Linked DNA regions of Mus musculus: region 1 is linked to region 2. Evidence: chromatin contacts called from public Micro-C data. All regions are on one chromosome and are shown on one strand. Each heading gives the region's core, a stretch centred on a gene start, on an enhancer-like site or on the middle of the called end of the contact. The rest is flanking DNA. Distances are from core to core; before and after follow the strand shown.

Region 1 (5,628 bases), core at 1,778-4,277, 400 kb after region 2:
GGCATTGTGTGATGTGAAACGGGTGGCATTTGCTTTCCTTAGATTTTCTGCCGAAGTGTTTATTTTTACAAAGAGAGTCCGTCAAACTGCGAATTAGCATGCACACAGCTCTTCCTGTCCCCTCCTCCCATCTGGCTTTCCGTGCAGAAATTACACTTCTTCTCAGCTTGCCCAAACTGTTAGCACACAATGCAGCTCCCATTTGGTTGGTGTCAATTTAATACTGCATTAATTAGACAATTAGAGAGGGGTCAGAGAAGATTCTAGCAGAAGTACCTTGAGTGGGGGTCAGGCTGATTAGAAATGACTCTTTCTCATTTTAGTATAGTTTGTTTGGTTTTGCCTTAACACAGAAATTTTAGTCGATTAAAGTCTTAGAAGCTACAAGTGAATTGGCTTGGTGAGATTAAGGTATTTCCATGCAATTAGAACTGTAATGAAAACATCGACCTGTGGCACGGTCACTACATACCACCTTAAAGAGAAGTAACTCCTGGTATTGTTTGTAACTTTCAAATGAATGAAGAAAATGAAATCAGCAGGCACTGCTTCCACATGACAACAGTGAATTTTCATCAGGATTCTAGATAGCCTGTGTGATGACCAGCTGGCCACAGTGTGTGTTGTGGCTGCGAGATTGGAGGCCAGATCTTTTTTTCTTTGCCTTGACATCCTCACTTGGGACAGGTGAGGATGCAGACTTCCCTGGATCATCCAAAAGATCTGACAGAGTTGGATTACACTGACATGAAATATCCAGATGAAGCCTAAAGAGGTGAAGATGATGGGGGAAGCTTTAAAAAATAGACTCTGGAAAAAAAAAAAAAGAGGGGGTCTTGCCTTTCTGTTGTTATTCACATACTTGGCAACCTGGGGGCTATCATATTTAATAATGATAATTAAACTATTCCATGTGTGCTGGTGCCCGAGTAATATCATGAAGCGTTCACTCTGGAACAGATCTTCAGGCTAATCTATTCTAATTGCCTCATTTTAGAAATGCTCAGAGGACTTAGGGGACGGAGAAGCACAAGCACATGTGGAGGGTACGGGCAGCAGCTTCTCTGGCTCCCTGGCCAGCGTTTCCTCCAACCGGAATGTTACAGCTACTCCTCACACAGGAGCTTTACTGTGTGGGATTCTGCCTGCAGACACCATGGGATGGCCAGAGGTGACTGTCCAGCAGATAAAAGGGTTTACTGGGCAGGCCTGGCGCTTGCTTACTGCTGCCCAGGCCACCATTGCCTGCTTGAACTCTTCCCTTAGGCTGTCAGATCTCAGAGACAAATGTTGCCAAATTCAACTCAGTTCTCAAACTCTGTGTCCTCTACCACATAGCCAAGTTGGGAGCTTTGCTGGTGAAGGCTGATCTTCCCTTTCCATCAATTCTAGTTCACCACCGTGCTTGTGCCTGGAAAATTATTGGTCAGGCACACCCTCTATCCCCATGGAGAAGTCCAGTCATGAACGCAAGGAAGAAACAGTGTCTAAAATGTAAAGAACTACACAAGGTCAGAATGTGTCAGGTAGGAATGATCTACCACCATAATCAAATGAGCAAAGGCCCAGGATGGGCACCGCAGCCCCCTTTGACCATTTTTTAATCCTCATACGAAAAATAACAGATATTATGGTTTGGCTAGGCACGACACTGCATGCCTATAAACCCAGAACTTGAGAGGTTTCTGCAAGTTCAAGGCCAGCCTGAACTATGTGAGCTCCTGTCTTGAAAATAAATAAATAAATAAATAAATAAATAAATAAGTCAAGCAAAGCCAGAACACAGCTGGTACTAGCTCCTGCCAATCACCATTTTACAGAAGGTAGTGATATAAAACCACTGGGTGTGAGGTCTCCCATTCTAGCCTCAAGCAGGGATCAATGAGTATGGTTTGAGTAAAGGAGTAAGTGAAAGAGTTTGCTCAAAATAATCATCAATTCATTTGCATTTGTAAATCAAAGGAAGGAACCTTAGGGCCAGAAATGAGCTAAACAAAGTTGAGTTGCTTCAGATTTTGGCTTCGCAGAGTCCAACTGCAGAAAATCAAATCAAGAAGGGGCTTTTCTCTGGCTGTTTAATAGCTAATTGGTGCTACTCCACACAATGGCCCCTGTAGAGACCTCAAGGAGCCTTATGAGGTAGACTGGTCTCTAGTCTCTGCATCAACCCTGAGAAAGTTAGACACTATCTCTCACGTGAGTCCAAAGGACTCGTGAGCCCAGTGTTCTGGATTGGCGGGGGGGGGGGGGGGAGGGGGTAGGGGGGCGCTTGCCCCTGGGTTTGCATTCCATCCCTGGCAGAAACACTGGGGAACTTGATGCTGGAGAGCCCAGGAAAGTTCTGCTATTCTAATGCCTCAAGGTGTCAGACGCTTAGAAAGGAGATTTCTGCTTTCCTCTCCCACCCACCGTCTCATCACGCCCTGGGGTTTGCCCGGAAGGATGGGGGCACTTCCCCTTTCTAGCCCTTGTTGTGGGTGGAGGGGGACTATACTTCCTGCCACGCCCCCAACATACATACCGGAGTGACCTGTTGATCACAGGTTCTGTGTGAGACTTCTGTCTCTATTGCCTTCTCTGCGGTGTCAAACCAAGAGTGCAAGCCTGCCTTCTCTCCCAGTGGGGAGTCACTCTATGAGGACAAGAAGCAGTGCGTCTATTTTGCACCCTCGGGCTGGGCCCTCTGCCCCCTGGGGTGACTTAATCCAGTCTATTGTTCAGGACTCTAGGGATTATATGTAAATTCTCTCAAATTGCAGCTGCTCACACCACCACCCCCTTTGACTGAAGAGAAGCAAAGGGATGGACGCAGAGACTGTCCCTTTTCTGGGGTCAGAAGTATTAACTTATGGACCTGACTCCGCCACCAGCTCCCTGAAAACAAACAAACAAACAAACAAACAACAACAAAAACCTGAGCAAGTCACTTTCCCTTTCAGGGGTGCTCGCTGTGAAATGAAGAGGCGAGACTAAAGGGTTACACTGGGGGATGCTGGGGTGGGGGGAGAGCCACATTCCTGGGGAGTGACACAATCCCAAACAGGGAGATCAAAGGGGCTCCACGAGAGAGGCCCCAACCAGGAGCTTGCAGGCCTGTGTCTGGGGTGGGTAATTAGCTCCTGCCGCCACCTTCCTCTCCTGTGGGTGAGCTGTGGGCTTCGAGACAAGCCGCCCCCCCCCGCCCCCTCCAGCACCCCAGGGAAGGGAAAGGAGGAAGGTAGGGAGAGAACCCACCAGGAACAGTGACATGTGTGGTGAACTTTATGTTAGACAGATGCAAAATTTAAACATTTTAACAGAAAGCAGTCCACTCCGCGCTTGCTCCGCACCAGTGTGAGAACGCACTGTGTGGATACCTCTTAAAGTATTTGATGAGAGACTAAAAGGCTGACAGGCTAACACTTCACTTCCTTCCAATTAGGGGCCTTTAACATCAAAGGCCCAGGCCCCACTCTGCCCGGCTTACTTGAATGAATTAGGGAAGAGAATGGGTCCAGGGATTGCTGGTTCTCTCCCTCGCGGAGGCTGGAACTCTGGGGGCTTTAATAAGATGTTTGAGGTCAAAAGGGGTCAGGCCTTTGACTGGGAGCACCGGGAAACTGCCAGAGTGTTTCAATATGCGTGGTGTTTGTCATGCAATCAGGCCCGCCAAAAGCTCCCCATGTGGGGCCTGTCTTTGGGGGACCCTTTTGGAGATGGAGCCGCCAGGGGTCCCACCTTAGTGAGTATGCGTTAAGCCAGGACTGCCTGTCAATCAAAGCCCTGGAGCCCAGGTGATACAAGCAAGCATAGGCTGGGCCTTGCTGGTGCTTCCCCCGGTTTGCTAGGGAGGTGTTGAGACTTCGAGGAGAGAAGGGACCCTTGTCCAGTTAGCCGGTTCAGTCACCAGAGAAAGAATGCGACTTCATGAGCCTCAGAATCAGAAGCCAAAACAAGCTTCTTTTGATGTCATCTAAGTTCATGACTGCAGGAGGCTGGAACCATCAAAAGAGCTGAAAAAGCAACCTCTCTATGGTGAGCAGCCACCGTAGGAAAAGGTGGCCTTGTGAGATAGCAGGTGCATTCCTGTGTGACACAGCTACCAAACTGTCCCATTCTATTCAACTTTACAAAAAAAAAAACCTGGCTTCTCAGAGAAGCCAGACAGATCGTGGTGCAAACCAGCCCACCATATTCTCTGCTCCTATAGTCGGCTCTGGGAAGCAGGTGGCTGTGCAACTGTGTTTCTTCTTCAGCGTGGGGTGGGGGGTTCCACTGATGGAGGATGCCAGTGCTCACACAGGGCTTGACAGAGAACTTGCCACATAGTCGGTACTTAGTGGAAAGCTCTGTCTATTGCTTGTTATGACCCATGTTTTACTTCCATTTAAGAGTCCCCACCGACCTTTCTTCATAGAGGGACCTCGAGCCTCTGGTACAAAATATAAAGGTGACTCTGCTATGAAGGTAATGTGATCCAATTCCAAAATGTCCAGGAGGTGTCTACTAAAATAGAGAAGCTCACAGTATGGATAGAAATAATCACAACACAGAGAAGTCAGAAATGGACAGTGGGCGAGTGTGGTTTGTTATGATCACTAGAGATGAGAAGACCACAGAGCTGGAGGACTCTGGGTAAAGTGCTCTGAGTGCCCTGCAGAGGATGTGAACATATAGTCACTCTCTGCCCTGTGGAGAAAGAAAAATAGTGTCTTAAAATCTGCATTGTATTCATGGATACCTGTTGCTATTTCAGAGGCCTTCATAGAACCTGTGTTTTCTAACATTAAATCCAGATCTGGGAAGTGATTCAAGTTCCTGCTAAAAGTACAAAACAGGATAACTGGTACTGAACTTAAGAGAGTAGTTTGTGGAGAGCCGGATGATAAGAAAAAGTTTCCTGAGAAAGTAATAATACACTGATTAAAAAGTGTATTCCACCCTGCTCCCCATTGGCACTTTAGAATCTATCTGCTACTAAACTACCAGCCATCTGCTTCTAAAGACAAGCAGTTCCCTAATAAAAGTCTAGAATTTACCTTCACAAATATTTAAGGGATCCTGTGTTGTATGAGTGTCAATTGATAGAGATAGCTTTGGGTGTATATTAGCATCTGTGCAAAGCATCTGTTTGGCTAGAATATTTTTCAGATGTTCTCTGGGTCCATTTTCATCCATCCTGAATGGCTAGTTACGCAGATAAGAAAGCTGAGTTGGTGAAAGGCTAGTTACCTACCCAGAATCTCACCAGATTCCAGCAGCTCCACACTGTGGGTCCTCTCTACCTGTGGGTTTTACTTTTGAAACTAGGAGTTAATTTTCTTTTTTCCTTTTCAGAACTACTAAGGATGGAATTAAGGGCCTCAGACATGCTAAGCAAGTCGTCTACCTCCATGCTCTCTGTTGTGCCATGTGATGTGCATAAGTGTGTATGTGTGTGTGTGTGTGTGTGAGTGTGTGTGTGTGTGTGTGTGTGTGTGAGTGTGTGTGTGTGTGTGTGTGTGTGTGTGTTTTCACATGTGCGTTGGGTACACATGTACGTATGAGCATGTGGCGTGGAGGTTAGAAGTTAATACAGGATATTTTCTTCAATCCTTCTCTACTGTATTTCTGAGGCAAGCTCTCTCAGTTAAACACAGCTTGTGTATT
Region 2 (5,791 bases), core at 459-2,958:
GCACGAGAACAGTATGTCAGCCTGGCTGTGGTGCTGCACACCTTTAAGGCCAGCACTTGGAAGGCAGAGGCAGGTGGATCGCTGTGAGTTTGAAGCTAACCTGATCTACAGAGAATTCCAGAATAGTCAAGGCTACACAGAGAAGCCCTATCTCAAAAAAGCAAGCAAGCAAACAAACAAAAAACCCAAGCTGTTTTGTCTAGTGTATATTGCCAAAGGGAATAATTAAATAAATTAACTTTATTCAATAATTCAGAATTCCATCAACCTATGCCACCTTCAGTTTTCTTCTTCAGTCTGACTAAATGTGTTCCCTCCAAAGTCTCCCTATGCAACTACCAAAGCATGCAACTGCCACCATAGACGCTAGGATGGATCTCATTGGAGCTAGCCTGGGAACATACCCAGAAAGGACATCTCCTCCTTAACGAGAGGTGACATAGTGCCTGCCATTGTTGTGACAACGTTTTATACTTATTACTTAATTATTTAAAAAGCTATGCAATGTGCATTTCTAGTCTCACCTTACACACCAAGAAGCGGTGGCATAGGGACACATTGCCTCTGGCAGAATGTTCTAGATTTGGGTCCATTGTCTCTGTCTCTCTGAATGTGGAGCTTACTATGCTGGGTAGTCAAAAGACATAGCCACAGCTGGTGTGTCATGGATAGCCCCAATGATAGAGACACAGAGATGTTAACACCAGGGCTCAGAGAAGTGACTCCAACTTGGTAGGGTGGTGAAGGACTTTCTGGAGGAGACGAGCTGGTGTGAAAGTGGAGACTGGCAGTGCCATAGCCTGGGATTCACGTGAGTTATAAATCAGATTGTGCCTCTGGCCTGGCTTCCTTGCTCTTGCCCTGGTGTGCTCTTCCTGGCCACTAGTCTATCACCTCTTGAGTCTTCTCCACGATGGGACCTGCCAATCTCACCCCAGACCTACAGCCTCTACACACCTCTCCTCTACCTTCCCTGAATGTTCTCCCTGCTTTAGTGCAATCCTCCTTGACCATGCTCATGGGCCTCACTTAAACTTGTCCTCTACCAAATTGCCCTACTTATTTTCTTCAAAATACACAATAGTGCCTCAATTGTCCTTCGACCTGTGCCTCTCTGTCTCTCTGACTATTACTTTTCATTAGACTGTCAAGCCCTGTGAGGTTGTTTCTATGCAATGTGTTCACAGTTCAAATTCTACCGTCTAACTTTTGGACCAGCTCCAGGAGAGCTTTGGATGTGTCCTCTGATTATTTGTAGAAGACTTCCTGTAGCAAGTAGGACTGAGATGGAGCCCAACCGAGGGAGATTTAGAGGGAAGATGCTGGTCTTCTCTTCCTCTGAAAGAAAGCAAACATAGGAAGGACTTCATGGCAGGTGTCCCAAGATGCTAGAAGGAAAGAATTTCAAATCAGTAACCAACATGCCTGTTCTGCCTCTTCAACTTGTCATACAGACTGAGAAATTCCCTCTCCCCTCCCTGGAATTGGCTTCATCTGAGAAATAAGTGGGTGGGTCTCTAAACAACTCTTTAGCACTCAGATTATAGAAGGTAAACTTTCAGCATCCTTAAAGGCCTGATACCACACACACACACACACACACACACACAACCCTGTTGCCCTTCAGCCAATCCTTCAGGGACAGTGGGACATCTGCTGAACAGAGCCTCATGGCCATTACAAAGCCAGGGTTCTTACTTCATGGTCCCTGCGAATTGCAACTACTCCATTTGGCCACCAGGGGGCATCACTTACCAAGACACTGCAGTCCTCTAGAAGGTCGTTTGAATGCCCTTGAAGCTTGACGATCTGCAAAAATGTAACTCAGATATTTTGCAAAGGCGGTAGGGTGCTAGCTCCCAGGGGATGAGAAGGAATTCACACATAATCAAATATCAGAGAAAAGTAAAACGTGGGGAGGAAGCTAAGGAAAACCGGGCTCTTCACAGTGTTTGCACCACCCGGCTTGGTGGGGGTGGGGCTAAGCTCTACCTCGGTACTTATTCAGACCTAACGGTCCCCCACACCCCCACCTCTGCCTCCTTGACCCTGCACTACCCAGTGCAACCTCCTCCCACAGCTGTGAACTCCAGGCCAGGAGGATGTTGCAATCTTTGTTTTGAGGGGAAACACACACTCACAAGACAGTTGTTTCTCTGACCCATGGGGTTTGGCCTGTGAGCCCTGCAGCTGTTTCTACAGGAGCTGAAGGCAGACAGGGCTAGAGAGACAAAGTCGGGAGGCCATCTCTTCAGAACCTGGGTCTGTCTCTCACAGATTCATCAAATTGCAATGAATTCTTCATCTGGCCAGGCCTTCAGGAGACAGAGTGGTCCCATTTCCGGTTACCACCCGATTAACAGGCAGACAGAGGTGACTCATAGGTACGGTCAGATGATAGAGGGAGGACAAATGGCCCACCAAGAGGAGGGCAGTATACTCTAATTCTGCTGGGGGCTCAGATTGGTCAGGCTCCTGTAGCTGCATGAGTGGAGGAAAAAGAAATAAAAGGAAAGAATTTGACCCCCTCCTTGGAATGGTGGAGGAGAAAGGTTATTGTAGATAAAAGGGAGAGCAAAGCCAGAGGTAGACACATCTGGGCAAGTCCACAGAGGTAATGACTCTGAGCCTTGTGAGGAGTGGGGGAGGGGAAGGAAAAGGATAGTGAGGGGGAAATGGTTCAGCAGCCAGGAGGCCTAAGGAATGAAAGGGGCAAGAACCAAAATGGCTGGATTATTCAGAGAAGAGCCTCTGGGGGAAGGGCAGCCCAGCCCCTGGAAAATTCAGACTGTAGGGCAGAGTATGCAAGGATACCCTGTAACAGGTAGGGACTGAGGGATGCTGGGAGAAGAATCTGGCTGTGGGGTCGCTTTGATATGTTAAATAAGCACTATTGGCCTTTTGTCCCAGAGTTTGCAGCTTAAGGGGGGTGACACAGGAGCTGAGAACAGAACAGAACAAGGATGTAGAGAACAAAGGCATCTGGCCATTAGAAAAAGCCGGAAGCTCAGGAAGGGGAGAATTTCCATATAACTGGGACTTTGGTGTTAAGAGAAGGGACACCTGGCGCAGAGACAGGGAGGTGCTGAATGGCCAGCAGAGAATCCCTGTGTGGTACTGGAAGGTGGTCCCACATTACCTGAGTGATGGACAGTTGTCATGGTGCTCTAAGTAGGAGAATTGCAGAGCCAATCTTGTGGTGGTGGTACAGAGATGGGTGATAAAGAGATGGGTGGTTTGAAGCTGCTTAGGGGAGGGCCTAAGCCAAACTTACAGGTTGCTGTTCTACGACGGCTTGAAGATGCCTGACCGAGGGCTGTGGCCACAGAACCAGAAGAAGCCTGAGAAGCATTGCTTACCAGCAACGTCAGCCAAGGAAAAGCCAATCCCCTTTCTTGGTCAAAGCATCCTTCTGATAATGCCATGGAAGAGTGACCCTCAGGATGCAATGCATGTGTAAATTAGCCTGTGTTCTCTCCAGCTAACAGACAAGGACATTCAAAGATCTTGTCATCTCTCCTCTTTGTTCACTGATATTTTCTGATGAAATTGTTTGAAAATCCCAAGTTTAATATGCCTCAGAACTGTCCGAACCCTAGCTGTATACAGTGTCATTTTCCGCTTCTCAGGAGTCACTGACCTCAGTGAAGCATCATAAATGCACAGAGGGGACGAAGCCAGAATCAAATGGCAGGAAATAAAATACATGACAGTGGAGCAGGGAGGGTCATGGGACTGACTTACTTTCACAGTTGTTTTTACTTAGTGTTTATATCACGTCTCCACGGAGTGTAGATGGCCCTCCTCCATGCTCCCACTGCCCCTCATCAGAGGTAACTCAGAAGCAAGGAGGGCAGCCAAGTGCTGAACATGTGAGAAAGGCTCCCTCCAAGTCCCAGGGCCTACATCTGCTGGATGCATCTGTTCTCTGAGTACTTTGCAAAAATCAGGGCACAAGCCCCAGCTGCTTCTCAGCAGAGAGTCCTACAGGGAGGGAACACAGAACTTACACTGAAGAACTAGGCTGTGCTAGCTGCCTCTCTATTCATATCCAATACAGGTAACTACATAGACAACTTGCAGAAGGACAAAGAGGGACTGGCTCTGCTCTTTGCAAGATGCCAAGGGTGTTTGTGGGGTACACACCACCAAGAAAATTCTCCCCAAACTGAATGACCAAAAAATGAGACTATTATTCTCGAAAACCCAGATATAGGGTGCAGTTTGGAAACTATTGTATATGTCATAGAATGGGAGGCAAGACTGTCGGCTTATAGTCCTGACTTCATAGTCAAACAGCTATATAAACTTCAGCCCATTACTTGGATGGTCCTAGGTTCAGGTCTGGTTTCTGGTTCCCCAGTCCTCATGCATCTGTGACAAATGAGAGGGTTTAAAAAGATGGACCTCTGTACTCCGATGTACTATTCTGGTTCCACCAAGACTATATCACTCACTGATTTGGTCTGGATCTTCAGTTGAGGAGAGAAGATGCATCTCAGATAACCAACAATCACTTCACGCCCATAAATCAGGAGGTGGTGTTATATGCTGATGAACAAACACCATCCTGCAGAGAGATAAAGGACAAAGGGACGGAAACACTGGGACTGCTCAGGGAGTCAGATGCCAGTGGAGTGATGAGGCAGGGAGAGTGCTGAAGGCTGATGAGAGACACTGAGTAGGATACTGCAGGCAGAAGAAGCAGCGGGTGCAGCGGTGGCTGAGAAAAGCACAGTGCAGGCTCCTGTCCACTTATGAAAGCAATGCACGTGGTGCTGGCAGGAGGGGCATGGGGGCTCTTTGTTCTTAGAAGCTACTCCGGCTAAAATATGGGTCATGCACTAGGGTGAGCCAGAGGGAAAGAGATTGGATGCTGGTTCCTACAGAAATCCAAAGGAGACACGGAAGCGTTATGTACCTCAGCCACTTAAACCTTTTAACAACTTTTGTCGCCACAGTTATTATCTCCAGTTTAAAAACAGAAACCAGGCAACTACAGTGGGAAACAGAAACCAGACCCTTCATGAAGAAATACATTGTTCAGCTCAACACTGGTCACCAGGACTGCTAACTCCAGGAGCTCATGGCATGATGGAGAACGACTATGTGCTAAAGAAGGAATCAAGACAGTGGAGCTAGAAAGATGCAGATGAAAATGAGAACGATGTATAGAGTCGACAGAAAATGCAGTGCTGATGGAAGAAGGTCAGGAAAGTGCAGTCTCCTGACAGTGGATGGGGACAGCACATACACTCTATTCACTTCCTCCAGCTTTCAAAGCAAAGTTATATTGCTAAATAAAACGGCGCATCAAAGCACCATAAACTTGTTTTCTCCCAGTTCTAGAGACAACAATGAGCAGCTGATAACCATTGGTGTTTCCTGCCTGACAGTCGCATCACCCTGATCTCTGCCTCCATTTTCTATGGCCTCCTTCCCTTCTCTCCTCGCCTGAGGGAGAACCCTTATTGCTGGACTCTAAGCCCATGGTAATTCAGGACTATCTCCTGTAGGGGCTGTCAACGTAATTACAACTGTAAAGATCCTTTTACCAAATAAGGTCACATATTCAGGTTCTGATACATGAATATTAAAGGATGCATCACTGAGTCTATAGCACCAGCCAAGGTCAAAAGTTTCAGAAGAAGAAGAAAGAAAAATTATCCTTACTAAACTATCAAGAGTCCTGTGTATTTGCAATGCCAGGATGGAGGTGATTGTGAAATTACTACAGACAAATATCCGGTAGGTAGTTGGACCTAAAGTCATGGGTGCACTGTAAATATTG

The links. Hi-C and Micro-C count contacts between places; a contact is called where the count stands out from the background.
Region 1: a contact with region 2 is called in a Micro-C map of embryonic stem cells, with 2.5 times the contacts expected there. The contact joins two enhancer-like sites. A contact is called at or near these places in 2 of 484 Hi-C or Micro-C datasets (embryonic stem cells and pre-B cells).

The regions. Positions count from the first base shown.
Region 1 is chr12:12,578,379-12,584,006 of GRCm38.p6, forward strand. No RefSeq gene overlaps it. Among named protein-coding and RNA genes, the nearest start is that of Gm34637, 89 kb to the right of the region's middle. Within about 2 kb of position 3,028, at least 118 of the 459 cell types and tissues checked have an H3K27ac peak or open chromatin away from gene starts, as enhancers often do. A contact at or near this core is called in embryonic stem cells and pre-B cells, where this site is marked.
Region 2 is chr12:12,174,698-12,180,488 of GRCm38.p6, forward strand. No RefSeq gene overlaps it. Among named protein-coding and RNA genes, the nearest start is that of Gm34348, 30 kb to the left of the region's middle. RefSeq lists an enhancer at 4,399-5,221. Within about 2 kb of position 1,709, at least 165 of the 459 cell types and tissues checked have an H3K27ac peak or open chromatin away from gene starts, as enhancers often do. A contact at or near this core is called in embryonic stem cells and pre-B cells, where this site is marked.